2 separate regions of the Zea mays genome follow, and region 2 is linked to region 1. The links are chromatin contacts, called in public Hi-C maps. All regions are on one chromosome and are shown on one strand. The core of a region is the stretch at or near the end of the contact, and the rest is flanking DNA. Distances in the headings are between cores, read along the strand shown.

Evidence for each region. A called contact is a pair of places that touch in the nucleus more often than the background predicts.
Region 2: a Hi-C map of bundle sheath shows a contact between it and region 1, with 6 times the contacts expected there. The contact joins the promoter of LOC100274999 here to the promoter of LOC103632716 in region 1. A contact is called at or near these places in 12 of 25 Hi-C or Micro-C datasets (bundle sheath, ear, endosperm and 5 more).

The regions. Positions count from the first base shown.
Region 1 is chr7:112,562,679-112,568,903 of Zm-B73-REFERENCE-NAM-5.0, forward strand. It overlaps LOC103632716 (vacuolar iron transporter 1.2-like), which reads left to right and starts at 1,921. Exons shown (of 3, transcript NM_001319724.1): 1 at 1,921-2,333; 2 at 3,169-3,254; 3 at 3,379-4,023. The coding sequence starts at 2,080. The coding sequence ends at 3,794.
Region 2 is chr7:112,723,675-112,729,393 of Zm-B73-REFERENCE-NAM-5.0, forward strand. It overlaps LOC100274999 (protein trichome birefringence-like 14), which reads right to left and starts at 3,476. Exons shown (of 6, transcript XR_004851498.1): 1 at 3,176-3,476; 2 at 2,193-2,444; 3 at 1,957-2,073; 4 at 1,385-1,580; 5 at 243-1,314; 6 at 1-35.

The DNA of each region.
Region 1 (6,225 bases), core at 671-3,170:
GCCCGGAGTGGTCACATGGCATGGCATATGACGACACTAGACACACAGACGTGGCTAAGAGGGGAGGTTCCTGTATTGGGGTTGACCGACGAGGACGTCGGTCTTCTAAGGGAATGGATTGTGATAATCTGGCCCCTGGGATGGTGATTTCCTTGTCCAAGACTTAATAGAATTAATAAATTATCCATACCAACAAGGTGAATCTTCTTTTTCGGAAGCCTATCTCGAAAAAACCTCCAAGCTAAGCGTGCTTGGCTTGGAGCAATTTGGGATGGGTGACCGACCGGAAAGTTTTCTCTGGTGCGCATGAGTGAGGACAAAATGCACACAAAAGACTCGTGTTGGTCTGTGGGGACGATATATGACCCTAAAGAGCTGCCAGGAGTAAGTACCATCGGTCCAGGGATTGGACGAGGTGTTACATGAAAACTCATAATTTAATGTAAACAGAAATGATATTGATGTTTGACTAGTGATTGATTGGCAGTACAATAACATCAAACAAATAGATACAGAGAGGCAACATTCTATTGTTGTTCGGTTGCTAATGGTGTACATTTAGCTACATCCGGTGTTGTTTAAGATTTTAGACCACTTGTCATTGAAAAGAGCCGATGGTTACAATGACCACTTGTGCTATAATTTGTCACCTAAAGACACGAGGCTTTAGTTTATATACTAATGTATATTAGGCTTGTCCCATATTTATCAAATAAGAAATAAATACGGGTTCAATGCAAATAAAAATAGGATCATGCAAAAACGGATAGAATAAACCCTCTACTGTTTCCGTCCTGTTTCCATATTTTTCCATAAATGCGAAAATGGTCGGGTCAAATGTAGAAAACGGTATGGGCCAGGACGGGATTTTACTCGTCCGTTTTCAACCCTATGTACGATCCCTAGCACATCATGTCTGCCTTGTGGGGCCAGTCAACCTCGGTCATGGGGGACTTCAGCACCGGAGTCACTATAGTGATCCACGCACCAGGAAAGACGGGGCAACACATCATGCCACTACGACACCATCAAACTCGCTACAGGGACCTACATACCGGACAGATGACGCAGTGCGCCACGCCGGAAGTACAGCTACCCACACTCGACCCTACGGACCCCGAGGATACGCTTCAGTACCCAAGGAAGCAGACCTCTCTCTCTAGAGGAAAACATACCACCTATGTAAAGTTCCCTTGAACTATAAAAGGGACGCCCCTCTTTCTTCATACACATGCACAATTTGTGACACTGTCCAGCCAATACTACGATCAACACTACACTGGACTAGGGCGTAAGCCTAAACCAGTATAATTCATCGTATCCCGACGATTCACCATTCAGAGTGATTATTTTTACCAAATTAATTTTTATAGAAGTCGCCTGAAAAGCTGAGCGTTTGTTAGTCCGCAACAGTTTTTGGTGGCGAGAAGCTGAAACAAACATGGCAAAAATCTCTCAAATCATTGGTGTCTAAAAACTGGTGTGGTCATTCTTAAGCTTTCGTTAGTGACTCAGTGAAAACAGGTGGAATCGGTTGAGAAAACATGATATGTTTTTTTGTAGAAGTTTGGTCCCTACACTAAACTTTTTGGATTCTTTTTGTTGTGAAGAAAAAAATGAGTAGAAGCTTGGTCCCTGCACTAAACTTATTTTAAGGCGGAATGTCAAAATTAAAATGACATCTAGAATGGATTTTTTAGGGATCTGAAACATGTTTTTATAAAAAAAATTCTAAAAAATATGAAGTCAGGTGCGAAAGAGAAACCAGACATTCACACTGGTTTGAATCTTTGTGAAGCCACAGCCACCCACTCCAAAACCACAAAAGCAACATCGACTACCACCCCATGTCCAAGTTGGTCATTTCCGCCCGAGCTAGCTAACCCCTATAAATGCCCCTCCCAGCTCAGCGTTCGCCTCACCAACAGAAAACCTCGCAGCTAGCAGCAAGATCTTAGCACAAACACCACAGCCCACAGGCTGATTAATCACTCCAAGACTAATCAAACGAACGCTTAGCTAATAGCGCGCGATCTTTTTTCCCCCTCCCCCTCTTGAGTCTTGAGCGTGCGAGAAGAGATGGCGCTGAACGGCGGCAAGACGACGTTGGTGCAGGACGAGGAGAAGCAGCAGCTTCTGCTGGAGAAGCACACCGAGAAGCACTTCACAGCGGGCGAGGTGGTCCGGGACATCATCATCGGCGTCTCCGACGGCCTCACCGTGCCCTTCGCGCTCGCCGCGGGGCTGTCCGGCGCCAACGCCTCCTCCGCGCTCGTGCTCACCGCGGGGCTCGCCGAGGTCGCCGCCGGCGCCATCTCCATGGGGCTCGGAGGGTAAGCTTCGCATGGATCCCCATTCTCTTCCGCGCATGCATGCTCCATCCGAGACCGCATCTCTCTCTCTCTCGATTTGCTTCTTCAGTTCACTGGTGCCGCGGTGCGGTCAGCAACCCGACATGCGTATTAGCATAACTGATGGCTGGTGCTGAGCTCATCTTGGCTTCACATGCCCTTGTTTCTTCCCAACGTTACAGATCGTGCATGCAGCTGTTGGTTTCAGTTTCGTATTCTTCTGCGCATTACAGCGCGTTTATGCAAACGTAATCAGTTGCTAATTAAAACTCCTGATCGCCAGTTAATTAATTTATAAAAGGGCGTTTCTCATGCTCGGAAACATTTTCCGATGGATACTCGTTACATGCATAACACACTCTCTGAAATTTGAAGTACTTTTGGGCCTCCGGACACGTCTGAAAGTGTGTGTTTTTGGTATCGAAATGTATATATGACGACTCAGTACAAACATGACTAAACATAGCTAGACGTTTGTAAATACAATACTTCTCTTCCAGAAGCATAAGTTCTATAAGGCAAACTAGCGTCATATTTCTTCCACAGGAAGAAAAAAAATCCACAGATGCAATTACTGCTCTCTGCAGTGCAGCACTCTGGTCACTGGTCAGGAAAGAGACAAGAATTCAGAAAAATTGCGATCCAAAATTGCGAACTGCTATTTTATTCATTTGTTTGTTTGTGTTTCCAACAGCTTGTGGGCCTGCACTCACGCAATTCGGCCCGCACGAATCTGACCCAAATAAATGACGTTTGAGCCCAGCTACCCACCCACCAAAACTAACCTCTTCAGTTGCTGTGCTGTGCGTGCGTTCAGGTACCTGGCGGCGAAGAGCGAGGCTGACCACTACAACCGGGAGCTGCAGCGCGAGCAGGACGAGATCGACACCGTCCCCGACGTCGGTAAGCAAACGCAACCGCCCGCGACGAGCTCACCTTCTTCTCTTCAGACGGCTAATGCATATGTAGTAAGGTCGTCTGACCATCGCCTCGTCCGTCCTGTACATTTCGCATGCAAATAATGCAGAGGCCGCCGAGATCGCCGACATCCTGTCGCAGTACGGGCTGGGCCCGGAGGAGTACGGCCCCGTGGTGACCTCCCTCCGCAACAACCCCAAGGCGTGGCTGGAGTTCATGATGAAGTTCGAGCTCGGGCTGGAGAGGCCTGAGCCCCGGCGCGCGCTGGTGAGCGCCGCCACCATCGCGCTGTCCTACGTCGCGGGCGGGCTGGTGCCGCTGCTCCCCTACATGTTCGTGCCGGAGGCCGCGCGCGCCATGGCCGTGTCCGTCGCCGTGACGCTCGCGGCGCTGCTCTTCTTCGGCTTCGTCAAGGGCCGCTTCACGGGCGACCGCCCCTTCTTCAGCGCCGTCCAGACCACCGTCGTCGGCGCGCTCGCCTCCGCCGCCGCCTTCGCCATGGCCAGGGCCGTGCAGTCCATATGAAGACTGGTGTGATGCAGCAAAAATAGTGAAGCAGGCCGGTCGCCGCATGCCCCATATCAATCATCACCGGCCGGCTAGGTTGGCGAGGGAAAATAAGTGCAGCTCTATATGCATACGTGGCTACGGTCACTGCTTCTTTGTTTGATGGCTGCGTGGTGTACTATTGTCAGATGTGGATTATTATTTAGGTCAAGTCGATTCCAAACTGTGACCCGCTGGGCTTTGGATCCATTTGTTTTTATCTATCTACTGGTAAATTAAATGACTGATGTTGGGCTGTGTAATTCGGCAACCGGAGGCCCAAACTGGGTTCCGCTTTGGGCTTTGCCTCTATTTTCTCCTCAACTACTACTACTACCTAGTAGTACACCTAGCAAGGATTTCTAGAAGCGTGTTCCTAACTGCCCTGTAAATCCTTCTCGAAAGAAAAAACTTCCCCGCAAATCTGCTGATAATAAGATAATGTAATAGGACATCTGATTCTGTCTTCTCAAGTTCACCGAGAGGCAACGCCGAGTAAAAAAAAAGAAAAAAGGGGATCGAAACCTCGTGCTGATTGAGTGGGCAACTGGCCGGCCATTGCAAAGGTGGAAGTAAAGAAAATAAAAGTTGGGAGGTAAAATCTGCTGATGCAACAGAAACAAAAGGACCAGTAGGCCAATTGTTGGCAGCAGCCTTTTTTCATCAGGTTGTAAATTTGTAATTAGTTGGTATAAAGTGTGGGATCAGTATAACTTTACACTATACCGCCAAATTCGCCTTTTCATATCTGTGTGAGGTAAAAGGAAAACTCTGATGGTGCAGTATAGCTCATGATACGCACTCTCAATTCTCACCAATCAACATCCCAAAACCCAATCAGCAGGACTCAAAGGAGCAGCTAGAGCGTTTCCTCAGTGACAGTGAGCGAGCAACGAGTCGCCTTTCTTCTACAGCTCCCCCCGCCCATGCATGGTACCACCGCTGTACGTGTGACACAAAGAAGTGACATCGCAAGTAGGCCGAGTACGTAGGGTAGGATGCGGTTGTGGACTTGTGTGGAGCGTACGTCCAGGTAGACCTCCATTAGGAAGAAAGATAGAGAGGGGCAGCTGGGGTTTGGAAGATGCGAGACGAACAAGGGTGGTGGCCGAGGCCGTGGGTGGTGAATCATACATGTACCTGACTTTAGCACATGTGATGGGCAGCATGCATTGGCGGCGAGGCAGCACTGCACTGGATGTCTGGATGGAGAGATAGGGTGCCGGCCTTCCTCCTCCAAGTTGCTGGATTTTGGCAATCATGGGCTCGGATTCTTGTGGACTCCATGGTATATCATCCTGATCTGAATCAGATCCGGCCGGTATGTTCCTCCACAGTTGCACACCGATCGATGAGTCTGCGCTACAAGATGTCACTCTGTTAGGAAAGGATACATACTGGAGCCTCCATTTACATTCAGAATTAGATATGCATCGATCCAGGACCAAATGCCTTTGAAAAATATGGCACTAGAATATACCATGTCTTTGAGGTTGAGAGAATATTTATTTATACCATCATCGTCCTCGGAGAAGCATTTCTTCCCGCAGGAATTAAATCAGGCGATGTCTGCCTGGTACGTTCAAGCAATGCAAGCGGCTGGTCCGGTCATGGGGCGCGTCGTGCTTATCCAAGCCAAGCCGCAGGGAAGCAGGCGACCCATAGAGCAGCATCCCATCGCACTTAGCTACTGTCGCCTTCAGTTCGCCTGCGCGCATGAAGGCAGACCGGGCCGGCGGCCACCCAATCCCAGAACCCGGCCGGCCGTTCCGGCGGACGGCGGCGGATGCATGCTCATGCATGTGCCTAATCCTGGATCTCTCTCTCTCTATCTCGTCTTGTTCATTGAACCTGTACGTGGTTGCTGCTTGCTTGCTAGTTGCCCGAGTTCATTGGATCTGCGTAGTAGGTTCCACGGCCGGACTCCGACATCTACCCATGTCCTTCTCAACAACAAGACCGCACCACGCACCGAATTCTTTTGCATGGATCGACTTGCTTTCGCCGCAAATGAACCCAGCTTTCGGTCCCGTCACGAATTGTAGATCGACGTGGCTGCATCGTGCGCTGCTGTTGCGTGGAAAGAAATCGAGTGGGTGTGAATGTGGGAGGCAGGCAGCAGGGTATATGGTGAGCATTGGTTCTCAACGTTTCCAACGAATCTTGCCAACCGGTGCTTATATCTCTGCTCCTTTACGAGCACACGAGCATGGTGCCTCACGCACGAATCATGTTGTCTCGTTGTTATAGATAAGTATTGCCACCGATCTATGCACTAAATACTGGAACAAACCACCTGACGGTTCTCTCTACGAAGACGTGAACGATCCACGGTCCAGGCGCAGGAGCGGTGCGTACGTTCGGACGGTCCACGTCTAGGGCTCGAATGATTCGTGATAGCGCAAAGAGT
Region 2 (5,719 bases), core at 2,226-4,725, 160 kb after region 1:
GGTATAAGATGCATGGTATATCAGGTCATCTATCACTGAAAATGTTACACAGACAAGAGTGAAGCCTTTGAGCTCACACAAATGACAAATCAATCGGATGTTGAAGTTTTAATTTCATCTGAATGAACAAATATAATTACGACCAACAGGTATGAACATTTTTCTGAAGGATATATGCTGCACATGGTAAACCGTGGTAGGGTTTTACAGTAAGGTAAAAGTAGAAACAAAGTTCAACGTGCCTGAAGAATACTCGATAGTCAGATTGGGCTGGGCAACACCTCCATCTACTCTGCTCCGAAAGGAAGTTGGAATAATCTGTTCCACACTGTAAATTTCGTACTTCATAGAAATCAATAGTATCATCTTGTGAACACCTCCATATGGGCGACCCAAAATTCCATAAACTTTACTTCTATGCTATGAACAGCGGAGATCCTTGGGGCTCTGAAAAAGATCTGCCTAACCAGAGGGTGATACTAAATCTGTACAAAGAGAAGCTCATTCCACATGTCTGGTATACCAGGTAAGCACCAGTGCAAGCAATCATTAATTCCGGTGGAAGCCTTTTTGAAACTAGAGTTTGAGATATGCCCCTCATCCCGTAGTTTTGAGATAGCAGTGATATCCAAAAGCTTAACCCGAGTTCCCTTCACAGCATTTTCTGCGGGTATATCAATTGAATGATCCTGCAACACTTCACTTCCATTAGTAAAGGGGACAGTATTTCCACATGTTCCACCTGTGTTCCAGTCACCATTTACAAAGTGCCTTGGTGAAATTGTCCTGAGGAAAACTTTCATCTTAGGATGCCGTGTGAGTTCTGAATCCATCCATCTAGCAATGCTATACAATGTAAGATTTTTTGCACGGTTTAGGTCTGCGAGTCTACTACCATTGCCTACAGGCTTCCCGTCAGCATGCAATTCCCAGTGATTTCCATTGAATTTCCCTCTGTTCCAGTGATGGCCAGTGTTAAGTACTAGGACATCAAAGTCATTAAGATACTCCTTCAAAAATGTAACTGGTCGATCAAGATGCAATGCATATCTGGTAACTGTGTGTTCTGTATTCAGAGGTTCCAATTCAGACAGAGTAGCAGACCAGTAGAAAAGGATAGTTGTGTTGGTGGACGAAAATCTATAAGCCCACCCGTCAGGTCTTAGAGCACCTGGGGCTTTGACAAGGCCATATTTCCAACCAACATCTTCAACCTCTGGACTGTATTTGCCACCAGTTGCTATACACATCATTGACTGAAATTGTTGTCTGCCAAGTGAATCACCAACAAAAGCAAGAGTTCGGTTTCTCATCCTGAAATCCCAAAAATATGTTAGCATAATCCAGATCTCATTAAGGTATGCAGAAAAATGAAGTAAGATACCTTTTTAAGAACTTAGGCCCTGTAAACTCAGGCATCTCACAGTCATGTGGTTGCCACCGGTAATTCTCATAAGAGAAATGTGTGCGCCGCATCATTCGACAAGCCCACATTTTTGACAGCCATTGTTTGCACTCATTACCAGAGTACAGCGGCCGCTTATCATCTTCTATCCACTTCCCCTTTGCGTAGTTGCAATCTACGAAGTAATAGAATCATTATATGAGGCAAAGAAATTTGATATCAGCAAATTACATGTTTGCGAAAACACCTTATCATCAGCATAAAATTGTGATTTCCAATGGTTGAGATGAATAAACAATAATAAAATGGCATCGCTCTGCATAGTTACATTCTAGGATGTAACAACAACCTTCAATTATGCAAAAGCAGATAAATGGGGCTTTAATGTGTAAACATGACTCAACCACAGAATCACAGATCGTTTGATTTGAAAATAAGCACTACGAGAAGTATGCTTTCCAAGGCTTCAGGTAAGTCAGCAAGCACGAACCAGAAGAGGGGCACACAACAAAACCAATAAGTATTTAGTCACACTGCACAAAAGAAATTACTTTTCATCACTTTGCCCCTACTTTTTTGCGAGCGGCTCCTGGAAGCTGGACCTGGAGATCCAGCTAGGGTTGCTCCATCATCTCCAAGATGTTCCTGCTCCTGCTGATGTAGAAAACCTGATGCCAAGAAGAATCAGAGTGTAAATTCTGAAAACAACAAGTCCCCAACAATCAGAGTGTAAATTATGAATTGGTAGATAAGGCGACAAGCCAAAAATATACAGATGTCAGACTACCTTGAGAGAGAACTTTTAATTGCCCTGGTGTTGGGCTGAAGATAGTGAGTACTGGGGCTCCTTCCAGTAACAGAACAATAATCGGCACAGTGAGAATACTCAGGCCAAAGCATAGCTTGTGGACAAGGAGCCTATGCAGACAGCCACCTTTCATCCCAGTAAGGCAGCATAGGATCTGTCTGGCACCTCGAAGTTGATCAGATGCTTACTGAGCTAAACTGAACTCACTGGAAGTCGACGGGGCCAAGAAACCTGCACAGTTCAGGTCCAAATCCAGAAAATGCCCAGTCACTATTGAGGTTATGTCACAGGTTAAACTGGCATCAAAACTCAAGATGCCCAACTTAAGAACTTAAGCAGTGCATTGCTCATCTCAATTCTAACAAGAGCACATCAGATGCGACATTCATCTACGAAACCAGCAAACAGTAACGTCTAGCAATACGCAATATACATGGAAACATGGGGAACACAGAGGCCACTAGCAAGCATTGAGCTGAAAAGGGAAATATCCTTCCATTCCGAGCGATAGTGACACCAAAACCTGGAGCACTAAGCAAGCAGACAGGCCGTTCCTCTGCTGACCGATTCACGAAGTCTGCCAACGATGGTGACACTGGCCTCTTCCGGGACCAGTCAGAACCTCGAATCGACAAACACCCCCCGATTGCAGGAGTCAGCACTCGCATCGCTGCAGAATTTCGCTATCAAATCCCCGCCGCAACAGGCAAGGCTAATAGTCGTTCCACACCTAATGATCCAACATCCAGACAAAGGCGCCCAATCGAAATGTATTCAGCATCTACGTGGGGAGTGCGTCGCGGGCGAGATCCACCGCGAAAAACAACACAGCACGAAAATTAAAGAGACAGATAACTCTCCGCGGCGCGACGACGCAAAATGAGATCCGAGGCTACAAATTAATCGCTGGAACGAGGAATTCAGCGTGCGGGTTGGTGAGGCAGAGCGTTGGACGGGCTCACCTGCTCGTGGGGCGCAGTTGAACGCCGCTGCCGGTCGACGCCACCGCTGGTGAGGAGAGGGGCGGAGAAGGCGGGCACGTGTGAGAAAGGCGGAAAGAGGGCGAGAAAGGCGAGGCGCAGGGGAGCGGGCAGCAAGGGGTAACCGGCGAGGAGAGACGGCGGCCGCAGGGGGGCAGGTGAGGTGTCGCGATGCCCACGATCTATGCGCGGTGTAGAGTCCAAAGCTCCCAAGCGTTTGGTACTTTGGTGTCGTGCGCGGTGCGCCAGGTCCGGTGGGCGGTGGCTTCAATTCTCCGCTAAGAAATGTCTCTTCCCTTCAAAACATGCAAGAACGTGGGCCGTCGTGGGCTCGTGGCACGCCGGCCAATGGGCATTCCACTTCTACCTATTTCTACTGTTTAAAATAAATAAAATCTGATGGCACTTTTTAGGCGCAGCTCATTTTACATAGTATTTTTTTATATCACTTTAGCATTCTGCTTTCAACATTTAACCTCTTTGAATTAATTGAAATGTAGAGATATTTTAGTTGTTTTAAGAAAGATATAGAGAGGATTGTGTGTTTTATAATTGTTTTGGCTAAATAAGCTATACTTTTTTTATGACATATAGTTTATAGAAGCATTTTTTTCGATTCACATATTATAATATTTTTTTCACAACTCACAACGATATAAAAAGAACTCTTTTATCTAAAAGAATATAATAGTTTTTTTGTTAAGCACACTTTTATTGTATCAAACACATTCATATATTATACTACTTATTACGTAAATATTTAGATGATTTTGAAGGTTTATTAGCAATCACATCATGTGTTTAAATTTATCTAGCAACCGAACTATGTGCGCATGCTACTCGCCTACTCATGTGGAGACCATACCAAATGTTTAGAGATATATAAATTATTGTTTAGAGATATATAAACTATTGTGTCGTGCATTTCAGTTTGTTCTATGATTCTATGATCAGACTCCAAATCATGCATGAGCACTTAACTCGTATAGGCATGAGAGAGAGGCGGCTCCTTAGCTCTTTTTTCATGCTGCCGCGCACACGACGCCTCAATAATGTTGCTCCACACGTCTCGATGATTGTTGATGAGGTAGGGCATGTCATCCTCTGGATGGGCCAACGAAAGAAGGTGATTTGCTGCCCGAGTGAGGATCTATCGGCAACCCTACATGTCGGGCATGTGAGGTAAGTCATTGGCAGTCCAAGCTAGTACTCCACTAATCTAGATTGGAGTCTGCAAGGCCCAAGAGAACTTGAGCTACAGGTTTTGTGGGAGAGGCAGATGATCGCACGAGAGTCTGACATTGCATTCATCCATCTCGCGCTTGTGCTCTTGAGCGATGCAGCGGTTCAGGAGGTAGGCATTCCTTTGCATGCAGAATCTACGCTCGTCTAGGTATTCCGGACCTCGGATGCCTCGTCCCGGGAATAGGCTAGGTTGGGTCCTATTCTCGGCAGCTTGGAGACGATGGACGTTGTGGCATCGATTCCGACGGAGACATGCCTCGCGCTGCAGAGGCTCCTCCCACTATACAGTGGGCTTGTCATTGGAGATGGGATCGTCGTCTAACCCCCGCCCCATTGATGAAGAAGATGTTGATGTAGTAGAGGGGAGGCTTCGCCTTCGCTGGCTTGATGATCGAACCCACGGGACAAGTGACTATGGCGTCAGTCCGCCGCATTTTGAGGCTCTTGAAGATGGCAGGGTCCTCGACCCTTTTCCTCCTACTGATATGAGTTTTGAACCGGGTCGGGTAAGTAGATAACGAAGTTCGCTGTGTTGAAATTGTTGTGGCCTACGACTAAGACGGAGGGGCCGATGCGACCCTGCGTCTAGCCAGCGCGGCGTGAGGATGAATCAGGGCCCCTGAGCCTAGGCTTGAGTCGGCGTAGCTCGCGTCGTGACCACCTGAGTCCTAACCACGATCAACGATGGTGTGGGAACCCCTAACTCTAATCCTAGGTTGGGTGAATATTATATATGTGAGTTAGGTGGCCAAAGCACATTACAAGAGGGGTAGATAGGTAAATACAGAGATATACTACCCTAACTCTAACAGCAGCCCTTCAGTCTCAACTCTATCTTGTATAGGTGTTGAGAATGGATCGAAACATAGTGAATACACTCGACGATAGCCCCTTGGTGAAGATATCAGCGAACTGCGACGTGGCTGGGATGCTGAGAATGCAATAGACGAGGGTGGAGCGCTCGAGGGGGTTGTGGAGCTCGATAGAGAAGCCGACGGAGCCAGAAGGCCTTGGTGGCCGTAGCGTGGTACTCGCCCTCGGCGCTAGAGCAGGAGATGATGGGCTGCCGCTTCGTGGCCTAGGAAACAAGGTTGGCGCCCAGGAACACGATGTAAACAGAGGTGGACTGACGTGTGTCGGGGCAACCAGTCTAATCAGCATCGGTGTAGACCACGAGCTCTAATGTTGGTGAGGGTCGAAGGAGAAGGACATAGTCGATGGAGCCACGTAGGTAGCGAAGGATCCACGTAGGTTGCGAAGGATCCACTTGAGAGTGGTGAG